Linked DNA regions of Mus musculus: region 2 is linked to region 1. Evidence: chromatin contacts called from public Hi-C data. All regions are on one chromosome and are shown on one strand. The core of a region is the stretch at or near the end of the contact, and the rest is flanking DNA. Distances in the headings are between cores, read along the strand shown.

The links. Hi-C and Micro-C count contacts between places; a contact is called where the count stands out from the background.
Region 2: a Hi-C map of the N1E-115 cell line shows a contact between it and region 1, with 6 times the contacts expected there. The contact joins two enhancer-like sites. A contact is called at or near these places in 2 of 484 Hi-C or Micro-C datasets (the N1E-115 cell line and bone marrow-derived macrophages), 1 of 115 datasets of contacts at active chromatin or transcription factors (embryonic basal ganglia) and 1 of 9 other capture datasets (embryonic stem cells).

The regions. Positions count from the first base shown.
Region 1 is chr2:34,025,221-34,029,858 of GRCm38.p6, reverse strand. C230014O12Rik (RIKEN cDNA C230014O12 gene) reads left to right here. Exons shown (of 4, transcript NR_130173.1): 3 at 3,902-4,060. Among named protein-coding and RNA genes, the nearest start is that of Gm39793, 65 kb to the right of the region's middle. Within about 2 kb of position 2,313, at least 40 of the 459 cell types and tissues checked have an H3K27ac peak or open chromatin away from gene starts, as enhancers often do. A contact at or near this core is called in the N1E-115 cell line, where this site is marked.
Region 2 is chr2:34,576,625-34,581,262 of GRCm38.p6, reverse strand. Mapkap1 (mitogen-activated protein kinase associated protein 1) reads right to left here. Exons shown (of 12, transcript NM_177345.4): 9 at 1-71. Among named protein-coding and RNA genes, the nearest start is that of Gm34178, 3.7 kb to the right of the region's middle. Within about 2 kb of position 2,797, at least 1 of the 459 cell types and tissues checked has an H3K27ac peak or open chromatin away from gene starts, as enhancers often do. A contact at or near this core is called in the N1E-115 cell line, where this site is marked.

The DNA of each region.
Region 1 (4,638 bases), core at 1,064-3,563:
GCCCAGGCTAATAAGATCTCAGCTAAAGCACAGGCAAGCAATCTCACTCTCTGCCTAGATCACAGGCCCGTTCTGGTTTTCACCTTTTCCTGAGTGCAGAGGAACTGGCTCCATCATGAGCCAAGGAGAACAAGGAGTAATTATGACACAAATTCTCAGGTGCAGTGCAGGTGGGGCACATCTTAGCTGCGTGCCAGAGCTTCAGTGTGCCCCGTGTTCTCAGCTGCGAGACCGAGGTGAGGTGCATCTCCCACTTCCAGGCCCGTGAGTGTGGACTGGAATGGTGCCCATCTGACTAATGCCAGAGTCCAGTCTTAGCCCATGAATTTGGTTTCCAATATTGCTTTCCAAGAGCTGGTAGGACAGGGAACAGCGTGTTTGAGGGCCAGGGCCAGGGACAAAGCAGCAGGGAGCTGGGAGGCTCCATTGTGAGCATCATGACCCTGGTGCCTGCATTGCTAGCCTGGCACCTGCATTGCTAGCCTGGCACCTGCATTGCTAGCCTGGCACCTGCATTGCTAGCCTGGTGCCTGCATTGCTAGCCTGGCACCTGCATTGCTAGCCTGGCGTCTGCATTGCTAGCCTGGTGCCTGCATTGCTAGCCTGGCGTCTGCATTGCTAGTGTTTTCTACCCCCAGTCTTAAGACTGGAAGCTTCCTGGAGGAAGGGCAGGTTGGCCATCTCTGTGCCAGCCACTCAGCATGTCTTGAGAGGAAGTTGTTTGTGACTCACTCAAAGGGCAAGGGGTACATGCCAAGGGAGTTGAAAGCTGGCACCTGTGTCAGGAAAGGACTGGGTCATCCTCTGAGAGGCGGGAATTCAAGATCATGATATCATCACTACTGAGTCTTGTTGTCATGCACAGCTGTGTGTGCACCGTCTCTAGACGCCCCCACATCTACTCCCTATGTTCACACTGACCCTCAGGCATAAGGACTGTGAGGAACTGCCCCCAGGTTACCTGGGGAGGGCATGGCAGCAAGGATTTGCCTTTGCTGTCTGTTCTGCTTGGCCCCAATGCCAAGGCTCCTTCTTTTCAATAGATCTTCCCAAGACCTGATTGGGGGTATAATGCCAACATGGCCTCCACCGGAGACTAAGCAAGTCTTCTGCTTTCCTTTATAAAAATATTCATATAGTAACAAAACGAGTAAGTAGGTCTTTGGGATGTCTAGACAGGGCCATGCCCAGGGGTCCTCAGACTTGGTGGACCATGAGCATAGCCATGAGTGTAGGGATGAAAGACCACGCTGTCCTGGATTGCTCCCCGCAGATGTCAGACTCTCTGGAGAGAAGCCACCTCTGTAAGTTTCAAGGCTCCCCCACTGAGGCTGGCTGTGTTCAAACTTTAGTGCTTGTTCTGGCTAGTTTTATTAAACCAGCTGGTTCGTTACTTTGGCACAAGCTAGAGACATTGGAAAGGAAGGAGCCTCAATTGAGAAAATGCCTCCATGAGGTTAGGATGTAGGCAAACCTGTAGTCAGTAATGTGGAGCATAAGCTAAATAAACCCTTCTTAATTAGTGATTGATGGGGGATGGGGTGCGGTGGGGAAGGCCCAGCTCATTGTGGGTGGTGCCATTCCTGGGCTGGTGATCCTGGGTTCTAGAAGAAAACGGGCTAAGCAAGCCAGTAAGCATCGTCTGCCCATGGTCTCTGCAATTAGCTCCTGTCTCCAGGTTCCAGCCCTGTTTGAGTTCCTGTCTTGACTCCCATCAGTGATGTATGATGTGGAGGCAGACCCTAAGTAAACCCTTTCCTCCCCAAGTTGGCTTGGTCATGGTAGTAAAGCATCTAAGACAGTAGTTTTCTTGCCTATCCTAAGGGTTCCATCCTCACGTCAGCTTAGAGCTGCTTCCCTCTGGATTTAATTAAAGTCCTGAGTCCCTGGGGTGCTGTGGCCCCTTTGGTACCAGACTGACCTCCTGCAGGCTCTCCTGAGCCTCTGTGCCTCTTAGTGCTTAGCCAAGTTTCTTTGGTCAACCATTGGACTAATGACTAGCCAGGCGTGGGCAGTCATGGAAGGCAAGATCTCAGCCCCGCCTAGGTTCGGAAGCCTGGCCAGAGAGGCACCAGTGCAGACATGGATTGGAATGCCAGGCCCCTTCTGAACCTCAAGCTTGCTGGAGAGGTGGGGTGACTTCATCTCTTGACTTCCCAGGCGGTTCCCTTAGCAACGGGGCCTCGCTTTGACAGCCGCCTTTGCAGACAGTCTGTTTTCCAGAGGGGGGCTCTTTACCCTACTGCCTTTCACTCATTAAGTGAGAGTCGCTGCAGGGGTGTGAAGCCCAGACTCCCTGCAGTCTCATAGAGCCAGAGCTGTACCCACAGCCCAGCCTATCCAGGCTGCCCCTGGAGCCAGCAGCCCACAGACTGATCCTGTCTCTACAGGTCTGTTGTCTGCCGCGCAACACACATCTTGTGGCTCCCACGGAACTGAAGCCGGCTTCTCTACCTTCACCCTCTGCCCCCTCCTTGCTTTTTCTACCTCCTGACTTCTCTCTTCCCACCAGCACACCTGCAATCCACCTGTCTTTCACACTCACATTAGCAGTTAAAGCGTCTGTGCTGACATTTGATGATCTTAATATAGGCCCTGGTGACAGAGGAACAAGAAGAGCACAGAGTTTGCGCATTGCTGGAGAGTAGACTCCTCCCCCCGAATCCCTGACTCCTCCCCACAGTCCCTGTCTGAGCTCAGAAATCTCCCCTTCCACATTGTGGGGAGGGCTTCAACAGGTCCCACAGACTGTGTGGCGTGTGATGGCTTTACCTCCTTCGTGTAGCCTTCTCCCTCCAGATGACCAAGAAGGATGATAATAAAACCTACCACCAGGGGTCAGGTTCATCGGGTGCCCCCTTTGTGCCCTACCCAGGGGGCATGTACCCCCAGGTTAGTGTTAGCATGCAGCTAGCAGTTACCCTACTTCACAGATTAGAAAAAGGAGCTTCGGACATACTTAAGGTTAGCTAACATGGTTAAAGGAGAGAGTACGACGGTGAGCTGAACACGTGCCATGCGTGGTTAGCTGGCCAGGAAGAGGGGTGGGTCACTGGGAAAGTAGGGGAGGGGCATCTTGAAGGACGCTGAGAGGGTGGAGACGGAAGGCAGAAATGGAGTCGCAGAGATGGTGAAGGAAAGTCACTACACTGGAGTGTCTCAAGAGGAGGGTGGAGTCAACGCTTCTGGGACTCAGAAGAACAGGGTCACGTGTCTGAGCAACACTGTTGGTGACCATGAAAGGCACAGTTGATGAAGGGGTAGAAGACACTAGATCTTCTAAGCAGTGGGCAAAGGTATTTACTGAGAGAACAGGGCCATCAGGGAGGCCATTCCCCTGGGAATTCTGGCCCTGGGGTACAGTAGGGAGAAACGGATACCTGAACCTCATGAACCGCTATTTGCTCGATCTGTAGGCAAAGAGCGTGTTGATGAGAGCCACCAGGACAGGACAGGGGCTCCAGTTTGGACTTGGTATGGTTGGGTGGGCCAGGAGAAAGTTCTACTACCTCTTACCCTCCAAAAGGAGGCAGGATGAAGCCCAATTGGAGGAGCTGTGACTTCAGCAGTCCCGGGAAAAGAGAGGGAGGGGTTGAGGAGCACAGAAGCTGTCCGAGTGTTTGTGACCTCTTCACCTCCTGGACACATACCCCAAGGAAAACAATTGAAAAGATGCAAAGTTTAATTTGGACACAGTTCAGCCCGTGGCTGGCTGGCGTCCATTGCTTTAGTCTGAGGTGGAGCAGGATATCGTGCCAAGTCTCTATGATAGAGGAGGCTGCTCACTTCATGGGGGCCAGCAAGCGCTGAGGGGATGGGGGGTGGGGGGTGGAGGGTGGGTTGCAAGGTCACAATATCATCTTCAAAGACTCACCCTTAATGACCTACTTCCTCCAAATAGACTCCACCTCCTAAAGGGTTCATCCACCTATCAATAGCGCCACCAGCTGGGGAACAGATGAACAACACCGGAACTCTGGGAATCCAGTTCAAATCTGACTGTATTGCCCGAGAGAAGAGTGTCAGGGAGGCAGGACTCAGAGGAATGCAGCTGCACCAGGTGATCTTGCCATCCTTTTGTAATGGCCACTATTCCACCCTTCCCCATTGAACAAGTAGAGTGGAGTGTGTCACAGGCGCTCTTAGAGCTACTGTGGAAGAGGTAATGCTCATTGCAACTGGTCCTCTGTGTGTGTGTGTGTGTGTGTGTGTGTGTGTGTGTGTGCGCGTGCACACATGTGTTTTCCAACTTTTCTTTTTGTTATTTTGTTTTTGTGTTCTTCCCTGAAGACCACCTCACATTGAGGCCACGTGTCTCTTTATAAATTCCACATCTAGTGACATCCCATCAGCAACTGAAGGCCTGCTGTGATGGGAGAATTTACACCACAGAAATTGCCCAGAGCCCCTTATCAGGGCTGCTTCCCCTGGGAAAACTGGTTGCTCAGTACTGCTCCTCATGTCTCAGAAAGCTTGCCTTGACTAATGCAGAAAGAAATATATACATATATTCTATTATCATATATATGTATGTAACATATATTCTATTACCATATATATGTATGTATGTATGTATGTATGTATATGATAAGATCAAAAGAAAGTAAAGGGGGCAATCACATTATGTGATTATTTACC
Region 2 (4,638 bases), core at 1,548-4,047, 550 kb before region 1:
GCTAAGCATATCCTGTACTGTAGCGATGTCAATTTGTGAATCCTCCTCGAAAACTCCGTCTGCCCTTGAACCTGGGGAGGGAAAGAACAGTTTAAGACATAAAGATACATGAGGCTTGGCGAATGGTGTCTGCTTAAAATGCTTTGGGATAAATTAAAATAATACGGGCTATTTAATTTGGAGGGGAAAAGGCTGAGCAATGACTTAATAATGCCATTCCAGTAAACAGAATGCTATCGTATTAATCATCCAACAGTTAATTCCACAAACACTGCCTATGCTATGCCAAAGCGGGCCCTCGGCTGGGCAGTGGGGAGACAGGGTGAGCAGGGATCAAGCAACTCCACGAGATGTCAAAATCTGGGAGTGTGGTGGTCATGAAAGTCATCAAAGCCGAAGAACTCCGACCCTTCCAAATCCCTACCCTGTTTGCTCAGTAGCTCCCTGCTCAGTAGCTGTGCTCCACAGCGTCCCCTGCCTCAGGTGGAAGCCTCTTTCTTGCTGGCCCTGGGACTGCAGAGCTGCCTCTGTGATCTGGCCACAAGACCTTCTGGCTCATTTCTCTTGAGGCTTCATTGATCACTCAAGCACTCATTCACTTACCCACTCATTCACACAATCATTCACGCACTCACACATGCATTCACACACTTACACTCATTCACTCACACATTCACTCACTCATTCACACTCATACACGCACTCACACACACATTTACTCACTCACACACTCACACATTTACTCACTCATTCACACACTCACATTCACTCATTCACACACTCATACACTCGCTTGTTTGCTTGCTCGCTCACTCACTCACTCACTCACTCACTCACTCACTCACTCACTCACATACACTGTGTAATATGACGTCGGTGACAAATGGGAAGACTGATGCTCTACAACTCTCCCTGGATCCCAGGCCTCTTGAATGGAGCCCTTTCTACAGCCAGCAGCTAAGGGAGGGCATCGTATGAACTGGCTGAACAGTTTCCAACCTTTCATCAGTCCTCATAATCCCTTCTCTCACAGCCTCCCAAACTCTGCAGACTGGTTACACCAGGTAAAAGCAAAACCATGGTTTGGTCCCCAGAGTCTGGGGTGTACACTTCTGAGGTACAATTGCTGGCCCTTGTTCATGGCCCAGACTACTCCTTCAGTTCCACCCCAATACAGCCAAAATCTTCCTCTTCCTCAGGCTAGTTCAGACGTCACCTCTTCAATGAAATCTGTTTTGGTAGCTCTGACACACATGTATAGTAAGTAGCTGGTATATACTGGACCTACAGCTGGGCAGACCTAGTTCAACTCCCACCTCTGTCTTTAATTTGCTCTGTGATCTTTAATTTGAGGTGTGATCTACCTTGTGAACTCACCCTTGATATTCACAGACATAAAAATTCATGTAAAGAATCTAATGCATAAATGATTAACAAACAGTAGCCATAGGGGATGATACTCAGTCTTGTTCTAGGCCTGTCTAGTGGTTGCTCTGTTGTAACGTGAAAGTTTCACAAAAGTTTCTTATTCACCTTTATGCTTTCTCCCAAGAACAGCATACACGATTGGTATGTTCACACTAACTGGTCAAATAAATAATGGCTAGTCTGCTGCCCAGGTCAGCCATGATGTTAAGTACTTTACTCATGTTAAGCCGCATAACAACATGGAGGGTTCTGGAATTTCCCATCTTAAATTGACGAGAAGGTAAGCTATATCCCAGGCCACACACACTTTGTTACAGGCAAACCACAGGGAAATTGAGGAGTTCCTTCAGATGGAGCTGGTGGGACAGAAAGTACGAACTTTGGGCATCACAGTGTAAACTGCTGTTCCACAGCCTGACAGCTTCATGCTTTTCTGTAGGCTGACCTTTTAAAGAAGTCAGTTTCCTTTTCTTTTGCACTGAACTCAGTTACTAGGAACTGTAGATTCTGCTCCTAAGCACTATGGCTATTCATAACAGACGATACAGCACCTGTGATAGGCTGTTCCATTGGGAAGGATGAGATACAGCACCTTGGACAAAGCCCCCTCTTAGAGCATATTGCACGTGCCCAGAGCACCCTGTTTCCTGTCTCACTCCCTACCACTCTCCTCCCTATCCCTTCTCAAAAGCCTGGCTCAAATGAGGCTCCAGAAAGGGAGATTTTCCCTGACTCCAAGCCCCCAAATCTAGTACTGCTCCTGACACTGCATCCATATCTTCTAATAGAACAGTGACCAGCAAGCCATTATCTGTCTCTCCCTCTAGACTGTAAGCCACACACAGGAGGGTAGTCAGTGATGGCTGTGGTCACCCCTGTAGTCAGTCCTAGCTACTGTGCAGCGAAAGAAGGAGCCCAGTGTAAGAGCAGTGTGAGCACCAGGTGCTGTGCTCAGAGAGGCCGTGACTTAACCAGCATCCTATTGCAGGACAAACTGAGTGACACGCCATCTCTGCAAGAGCCATCTGTTGACTGGTATCATTCTTTGAAGCACTGGTGATAAAGGACAGATCATGGTCATCACTGTGTCCTGGGTAAGATGACATCAGAACAGGGGCTGGGAGAACGTTTAACACAGTCACTTTCTCCAAACTACATTTTAACAGAAGCATCACTGCCAAATGCATTTATTTCTATCTTAGAACTTTTTATATACAGAATTCTAAAGGAAGCAGTCCTGATTTCTTAAATACCAAAGTCTACCTTTGCCATCCTTGCTGGGAACAACTCGTTAGACAGAGCTGACTTAGAGTTGAGCTCTGAGTTCCAACCTTCTGGAACATTAACTAATTGGTATTTCCTAAACACTGCAGGTATGGGACTTGGAAAAAGTAATAACTCATTGTGCTAAAATGCCAATTACTAAAATAAAATAAAACAAAACAACAAAACCCCACACTTAGGATTTTTACATTTTATGTTGGATTAAAACCAATTACTATAACGTGACATATTTTTTTTTCTGAGCAATTTCAATGCCAGCTGCTAATAAAGCATCTTAGCTGTAAATGATAATTCAGATGCTTTTAGATAAAGTGGTGCATAAATACGGCTAGAAATTGATTTAGCTTCTTGCAGAAGCCGCTGAAGAATGACACATTCTGTTTAATACACCAGCTAATGTGTCCTAAAAGCTCAAACAAGTGCCAGTTTTCATGGCTAACTTTACTGTGGGAGATTAATGAAAATTTTATATATTGCTGAAATGTTAATAATGGGCAGATGAGGCGATAGGATTTCAGTCAAGGTCTAAAGCTATAGAATAACCTACAAAGCTTGTCAATTTCCTTCTATTAATTTTGTCCAAGACTTTCACAGCTGGAGCTGGTTCAACACTAATGCTTCGCACACTGACCTTCTGCTCTCTGCCAGGGTAAATCTACAGCGCACAGAGGGTTTCGGTTCCTGATGCCTTGCCCTGCTGAATCTTAAGAAGGGGAAGGCAGAGCATCAAGGCATGCCCTCCACTGCTGGCTGCTCAATCCTGCATCCCCTCCAAGCAGGTCACCTGCTGAACTAGATAGCAGCTCCGAAGTTCACTACCAGTTTTCAAGTGGGCTAAGAGAGCCACGGAGTGCAGGGCTTATTTATGTGTGCACATGTCTCGCCCTCCTGGCAGGAGTGCAGGATGTGAGACGGCACTGGCAGAAGAGGCTCTTGACCCTCGGGCAGTCCTGACCAGCTACAGAACACAAAGCAGCAAGAGAGGCAGGCGAGCTCAATACATGGTTCCCCATCTCATGGGGCAAAAGCACTGAATCAGCAGTATGTTTGGGGAGCAGAGAAATGCAACGGGTTGGTCTGTACCCCAGAGAAGGGGGAACCCAAACGTACATGCAAGACACTTGGTACTGTGCCATTTGCACATGAAAAATCATTACTGTACTATCGACTTCACATTTCAACCCTATTTCTGTTCAAGATGACGTTTTATCTTCCCAAAGTGAAGAGGAGAACCAGAATGTCTTAAAAACAAACACACAAGCCCCCTCCCCAAACCATTAATTTAATCGAGATATAACCTTTTGGTATTTTGTTAAATTAGTAATTAAAAAGGTCACAAGCAATTAAATAAGACAAAAGCCACACGGTGTTCATCTACATTAAAGCTGAACTGGATCTTCTCATGAATGACAAGATAAATTGTAATGGTGCCTTCAAAGACTTCACAGTGTACTCTGTCAAAGTCGTGAGTGGTAATGTCTCTATGTGCTGTGCATTACCATAATGTATTGTGTCAAAACGCTCTGGTTGCAGGAACTCAAGGCTGAATGTGATAGATCACATTTTGCGGGTGGGGCTTAGTGTTGATTGGAGCACCAGAGCACAAATGGACTAACAAGAAGGCTCTGAGAGAGTGCAACTCAGAAGGGCCTGGGGACAACAGAGAATCTTAGAGGAAGCAGCCTAAGTCTCTGGAGTAAAACCAGGAGGACCATGGACTTGGTCTCAGGGGAAGTAAGGCCAAACACAAAGGGAAGCAGAGGAGTTAATGGAGCCGAGTCTAAGGCAATTCTAGCTCCTGCAGTAAAGAAGAAAGCGTGGGTGCTGCAAGACTGACCGCAAGGTATAAAGTTAGATGTAGATTAACATCTGGGTTTACAATGACTGGGACGGGACCATCTGGTTCTCGAGTCCCTGTGTTCCTTT